2 separate regions of the Hordeum vulgare genome follow, and region 1 is linked to region 2. A link is a contact called in public Hi-C data. All regions are on one chromosome and are shown on one strand. The core of a region is the stretch at or near the end of the contact, and the rest is flanking DNA. Distances in the headings are between cores, read along the strand shown. Region 1 has its middle 14 kb from the start of LOC123445246. Region 2 has its middle 100 kb from the start of LOC123445246.

Region 1 (3,436 bases), core at 843-3,342, 91 kb after region 2:
TAAGTGGTGAGGCTACATCAAGCACTAAGCATTTGATATCTGGCTAACTTATAGAGTAAAAGAATGAGAAGAGTGATCTACGCATATACGGACGTGAACTAGTAACGATCAAGAAGTGATCCTGAACACCTACTTATGAGTCAAACATAACCCCATCACGTTCTCTTCTTCGTTCAAACCTGACAAGAAGAGACGATCACGGTTATGTACACAGTTGATGTATTTTATTTGAGTTTACTTCAAGTTTTCTATAACCGGGTATTATAAACTTTCCAAGATGCCACATAACTGCGGGCAAGGCTTTACAAAAGATTTAACCCTACAATGGTGCACCAATCATCCATCACAAACTAAGCACAGGCTGCGGTGGAAAATCTCAACCTCGAGATAGCCCGAAATGTGCTCGGAATCCTGGTGCACAAGACATTTGTTTAAGGTAAAACAAATCTAGAAAGACCTCACGGCGTGTCGACGATCCCGGTAGTAGCTATGTATCTCGTTCTTAGGACACAATGGATGAGCTATGGTTACCACGCCAATCCACGAGTTGCCCCGAGCGGCGTTAATAAGCTGCTCTAGTTTGGACCAACACTCATTTGCAGCACTATCCCGGTTTGTTGCTTAACTATCGGCGGGGTGATCATGCCATATGCAAGGTTTATTAGTTAAGCTAATGTAGGCCCAATGTTGGGCCTTGCCGGAAGAGTTTTATCCAAAAAACGAATAATCAAGCGGGTCCCCATAACAACTGCGAGCATATTAGAAGCGCTCAGAATGGAGCATAACACCGGTAAACGAAAACTAGGACGGCAATGGTGGAAGAAAACAACGAGAAAAAGGCCAAACCTGCCACCTTTCACCAAGTATATAGATGCATTAATGGAATAGCAAAAATAATGTGATATCCCAAGGATATCCATGTCCCAACATGGACCAAACTGCACCTGCAACTAGCAACACTATAAGTGGGCCTGAGCAAGCAGTAACATAGCCAAACAACGGTTTGCTGGGAAAGGTGGAGGGTTAAAGGATTATCATGACATTTTGGAGGCTTGACAAACAAGTGGTAGAAAGCAAGACATAGCGATAGAAATGAGACAACTAGCATAGCAATGATAGTCGTGATATCCAAGATAATGATCATCTTGCGTGGATTCTCACTTGGAAGAAGAACAAATCCGTGAAGTAGACGAACGGGCATAATCGAACGAACCCTCACAATCTGAAATGCGTTCAGAACTCTAGCGGGGAGAGAAAAAATCTGGAAACAAACAAATGACACAGTAAACACCACAACATATTCATGACATGATGCACAAACAAGTATAGTGCATGTCATTTAATTATGCTTGGCATGACAATCACAACAATCAAGTACTACACATATTGACGAAACTGCACATTTGAATTATTTAGTTCACTCTCGTTTAGCTACCCAACAAGTTTATATATTGTTTAGGCATCCTACGACGGACCATACTAACGACGGAGAGCGGGGGAGAGGAGGCGGACAGGCTCGGGTGGCGGCGGAGGGAGGGGGTGGTGGATGTGTTAGGGCTCGGGGACGTCGGATGGTATATTAGCCGGCTATGGCCTCAAGCGGCGAGCCGAAGCGGCATCACACAACGTTTACACCATGTGACGGTCGAGGCGCTCGTCGGATTGTTCAGTTTCCACGCTAGACCGCGTGGAGCCCGTCGTCCGGCCGTCGTGGCGGGTGTGTCCGGACGCGTCCGTGCTCCTTCATATCTGTCACATATTTAAAATGAATATGAATGATGCGTGTGAGTCCGAACGTTTGTGACCCATTTAAGGGCCCGGTTAGGTTAATTTTTTTATAACCGATGAATGATCGAATGGCCTGCTCGGCCGTTTGAAACAGATATAAAAGGTCCAGATGTAATGAATAGCAAAACCATCGTCTTCGTTTTTTTTTGTTTTTTTTTTTTTTTTTAGGAATCACAATTTCTGCCTCGTGTGCACCCCACCCTATTTGGGTTCTCGATGGGCCGGTGGTCCAGCTCAAAGGGAACATACCCCAGCCCGGGGCCGGTCGGCCAGAAGTGAGTGAGAACGAGGGTGGACACACGTGAGTGAGAACGAAGGTGGCCAGGCCGATGACTTGCGAAGGCCGCTTAAGCTAGATCCACACGCCTGCACGTGCGACGACGACGACGACGACGACCAGATCGGAGGCTGGCCGCGGGGCTCTCTCTCGCCACTGCTCGCAGCACCACCACAGCACTCGAGCCCCCACTTGCCGTAGACAAATGGAGAACGACCGGTCGAGACCTTATCCCATGGTGGTGGTGGTGCGATGTGTGCCGTGGCCTTTTTCCCCGACGCGCCGCCGTTGTTGCCTTATCCCCACCGGTAGCTTTTGTTTCACCACGGTTGCTTGCTCCTTTCTTATCCTCCAATGGCCATTGTTCGTGTTGTGTGACGTTGGAATCGAATCTTACACGGCCATGTTTTCCCCCCCGGCTGATCCTTTCGCCTCCTCCTCAAGCTTCCGTCTTTTCACCCGTCGTCCTCTTTTCACAAGCCTTTTATTTGTGCTGTGGTGAGAAAGGTAAAGAGGGTTTGGGCAGGATGTGAATCGAGAGGGAGACGACGCTGTCACCTCCTCTTTTATTCCAAAGACTGGGATTGGATTCCTTGTACTCCTCCCACTTCTTTCCCGTGGAAAATCTACTCCGTATCTTCCTCTAATGGAAGCGTGGCATTTGATTAGTATTGTTATTGCAGGAAGCGTGGCATTAACTACTCAAGATTCAGTGACGCCAAGCATGTAGTCCTAGTACTCCACCACCAAAACTCACACATCAGACAGCTTGTGCTAGAACGAGAACGAGATGCAATGCGCGCGACCATGCCGTAGCATCATCATTTCCCACGAAGCTGCGCGAAGAACAGCCGCACTTGACCATGATGATCGCTGTCACAAGGATTACATTACCAATTCCACACTCGTTATTACTGCCACACAGTTTGTGCCGGCCGCCCTCTTTTGACCCGGTTCACCAAGTCAGACAGACAGTCAGTGCTCGACTTACCAGCGACGCAAAGCTAGATTAACAAACTTGTCAAGGTGGTGCGAACGCACGCACTCGCTCGCTCGCTAATGGGAAAAGGGTAAAGCAAACCTTGATCACTAGTGCGACGCCGGAGCAGCGGGAGGACGGAAAAGCAGATGTCTCCCCCGCGCCGCAGCTTCGTCCTTCGTTGGTGGCGTGGACTCCGGCGAAAGGTAGGCCGAGAAAGACGACGAGCGAGCACAGCACAGCACATGGCCGCGTCTTTTGGCGCGTGTTCTTTCCCGATCGCGACTCCCGGCCTGGGCACTGTTTGGATTCACAGCCTAGAGTTAGTTTGAGCGGCTCAAATAACTTTAAAGCATTCAAACATGAGGGTTAGATTGGAGCTAGTTGCATCT
Region 2 (3,330 bases), core at 584-3,083:
AGATAGCGGGAGGGCAAGCCCACGAGGCTTTTAAGCATGTTTTTGCGTCGTTACCTTGTCGAGGACATCACTCGGATATGCTCAGACTGACTCTTCGGGCAGAAACATAGAATCAGGTCCTTGTTGGTTAGATTCATCGACGGCGAAGCTTGAGCGTCGCTCCCTTTTTAAAGACGTTGTTGTTGGAAAAATTTGACGTCCTTATGATGTCATAAGATGGTTAGTGTGGATGTGATCATTGTTATAGTTTGCTGATCGAAGATTTGATCACTTCCGTCTTTTTTATTATTTTTACTCGTCAACACATAATTTTGATCTTATATGATTTTGTTATTTATCGACGTGCTTTTTTTCTCTCTTCGATGAGTATTGGTATTGATTATGTGCATCTAGTATGGAGAGGTCAGGTGTGTGGTAACTGTGTTTGTATTCTATTAGGCAAGCTGGACCGATCTAGTCAAGTTTTCGTCAACACTTTCAAAGAGGATCATGTGCGTCATAGCCACTTAGCCCCAGACAGTTGCAGTGGTTGGTCAGTGTAAACGGGGGAACCGGCATCTTCTCCGCCGGGAGGAAAACTCGTCAGCAAGGTTGAATCTCCGTCGCTCTAGCTGAAGAGGGAACATGGTTGTGTCGAGAGAGGTCCCGTCGTCCGGTCCATTCGTCGCACCTGACGTAACGCTTGGGCATGGCGCCGGAGAGGTCCTGGGTCCCTTTTCCTGGGAGCGACGTACGCTTTTATTTTCCTTCGTGCCGACCCGTGAGATGGTACAGAGATCGATCCATCCACCAAACCACCAGGGCAGGACTTGCCGGTGTGTGGATAGATAGACGGTATATATCTAGTGCGTGTTGGCGTTGATTTTGGTCGATGGACAGCGACGCCGCTGTACCCTCGTGAACCCGTAATTCAAACCGGGGTCGTGGCCGTCGCGGCCGTGGTGCAGTGCAGTGCACCCTCACCAAAACACAGGCGCTCGTCGTCGCCTCTGCGGCCAGCCTACGTAGCGTACGTCGGGCAGATCGACTGCACGTCGCAGGCACGCGCACTGTTGGAGATGGACATGGTAGATGGGTCGAGAAAATGCAAGGATCGTGTGGATTAGGCTCGTCAACGTAGAAGAAAAGAATCTCTCCGTGCAATGAACCCCCGGCCCTTTCAGAAGAATTCGGATCATACATAAACATACGTGATCCATCCATCAACGCACTATACATGGTCCATGGTCCAACGACGCACTATACGTGATCCTGCAACAAACTATGTGCATGCATGCATGCATGAAGGAATGATGAACTGATTAATAAGCTACACTGGCTGCACGATGTGGTGAGCCCCAAAGGCCATTCGATCGATGGCATATGCCGGCCGGTCAGCCGGCGCATGTGACCCGACCCCCTATCATCGCAACACGCTAGCTGCCTTGCACGAGATGTGAAGCTAGCTAGGTTTTGCGTCGATCTGGTTCCCGTGGTCGACCACCATCATCATCATTGCCCCATTAACTTCCTTGTATATTTTGCACTTGCAAGCTAGCAGTTAAGCCACGCTGGTGGCCCGGCCGGCCAGCACTGTAGTAGTCTGTAGGGTTGCCTTGCTTGCTCCCTTCGCTCACACCCAACACCCAGCAGCACTTTTCCCCCAAGCTAGAGCTAAGCTAGCTGCTTTGGCTGGGTTAGCAAGGAAGATGCATGAGTAATTGGACAGCAACTGCTGGTACACAACATACTCCTTGCATGTTCTTGACTGGAGTTGATTGGGGTTGGGGGTTGGGGCCCTGCCCCCCTCACTCACCCTTCCATCCTAGGACTAAATTTGTGGTTAGGTGGCGCCATTGGAGTACAAAACTCAACCAACCCCTCCCCTCTTTTGGACTTGATGCGCGTCCTTGGCCGGCCTCACATGCACCATGCAGGCAGCCCACCATTTCGTTTCTGGTAGTACCACCTTGGCGCCTTGCTGCGCCAGATTAATAAACTTTGTTGAGACTTTTCGCTTTTTGGGGTACCACCTGTGTGGTTGTGTTTAGCTTTTAGAAGAAGAAAAGGGTGAGAGGAAACATGAGCAAATCTGAGGCATTGCTTTAGTATCGGTGCAAGTCTTGATTTTTTGGGCGTGGAGTGGAGACATGTGTATATAGGAGTGTAGGCCTAGTTTAGAAACTCTTGTATATGAACTTCACGTCAGATGCTACCCGCAAAAAAAAAAAAAAAACTTCACGTCACTAGATTCCTGAAAAGTACCACTATATTTTGGTCCCCCAAGCCAAGAATTCAAAGATGCTCAAGGAATTTCCTGACTAAATGAACTTGATAAGACCATGTTTTCTGCAAGCTGTAACTGGAATTTCCACTATGTTTTTTCTTGACTCAGAGCCATCTAGTATCTACGTTTTGTCCACAATGACAAACATTCTAGGACAAGATCTAAACCTGCAATGTAAGCAACCTCGCGCCAGTGAGAGTGCTTTCGTGCGTTCTAATCCACCGTCGGCCGGCGATGAGTCTGTGATTGATCATGGCATTGGCATGGCAACCCCACATTCATGTGTGCCATGGCAGAGAAGAACACTGATTTGCTAGCTAGCAGTGTACGTAGTTCATCAGCAGCCGGCGTGGCGTGGTTAAAGGCGTTGCAGCCTTTTGGGCACTCGCACCAACTCACAAGTAATAACTGGAGTACTGCCCCAAGCAGCAGGCATGCCATTGATGTGACATGGTGTGATAGCCAGCACCTGCTCGTACTAGATGAGTATAGTTCTTGCTAAACTCCACTCTCTAGTTAGACTATGCTCGGAAGCAAACCAAAATGCTTTCCTACTCATGTTTCATGCATGAGTGAGCTTACAATCTTTCATGAACTAGGTTAGGTTAGGTGGCTGTTAGCAGGTTCTGAAAATTGCACCCATGCATGCTATGTTGCCATGCAATGCATGACCTTTGAGTTGGTTGAGCCACTCTCCCCATTTTTCTTGCATAATTTCAGAAGGAATAAAACAAAACTTTAACTAACAATCATGTGCCTGCCCATAATGGGGAAAATGGGCACCTTATCCGCCTGGTTGGCCTTACTAATTAGTCAGCAAACAGCCTAAGCTCCCAGGACGACGAATTTCTTTCTCCCTTTTTGAAATGCTTTTCCCCTAGGTTAAGCTAGCCCATTTTCCTCTCATGCACCGGCACTGTACATCCACAACATAAAACGAGAACAGTGGCGGCCATCTGGTACTGCCGAGAAACCCCTGCACTGTCCTGATCTCCCCCATAACGATGTGTCCCCATAACAAAAGCAGCGTGGCATCAGATCCTCTTTGGCCGTGGCAAAGATTG

What was found. Hi-C and Micro-C count contacts between places; a contact is called where the count stands out from the background.
Region 1: a Hi-C map of seedling shows a contact between it and region 2, with 1.9 times the contacts expected there. The contact joins two enhancer-like sites. A contact is called at or near these places in 3 of 6 Hi-C or Micro-C datasets (leaf and seedling).

The regions. Positions count from the first base shown.
Region 1 is chr3H:574,747,034-574,750,469 of MorexV3_pseudomolecules_assembly, forward strand. No RefSeq gene overlaps it. Among protein-coding and RNA genes, the nearest start is that of LOC123445246, 14 kb to the right of the region's middle. Within about 2 kb of position 2,093, at least 3 of the 3 cell types and tissues checked have open chromatin away from gene starts, as enhancers often do. A contact at or near this core is called in leaf and seedling, where this site is marked.
Region 2 is chr3H:574,656,293-574,659,622 of MorexV3_pseudomolecules_assembly, forward strand. No RefSeq gene overlaps it. Among protein-coding and RNA genes, the nearest start is that of LOC123445246, 100 kb to the right of the region's middle. Within about 2 kb of position 1,834, at least 3 of the 3 cell types and tissues checked have open chromatin away from gene starts, as enhancers often do. A contact at or near this core is called in leaf and seedling, where this site is marked.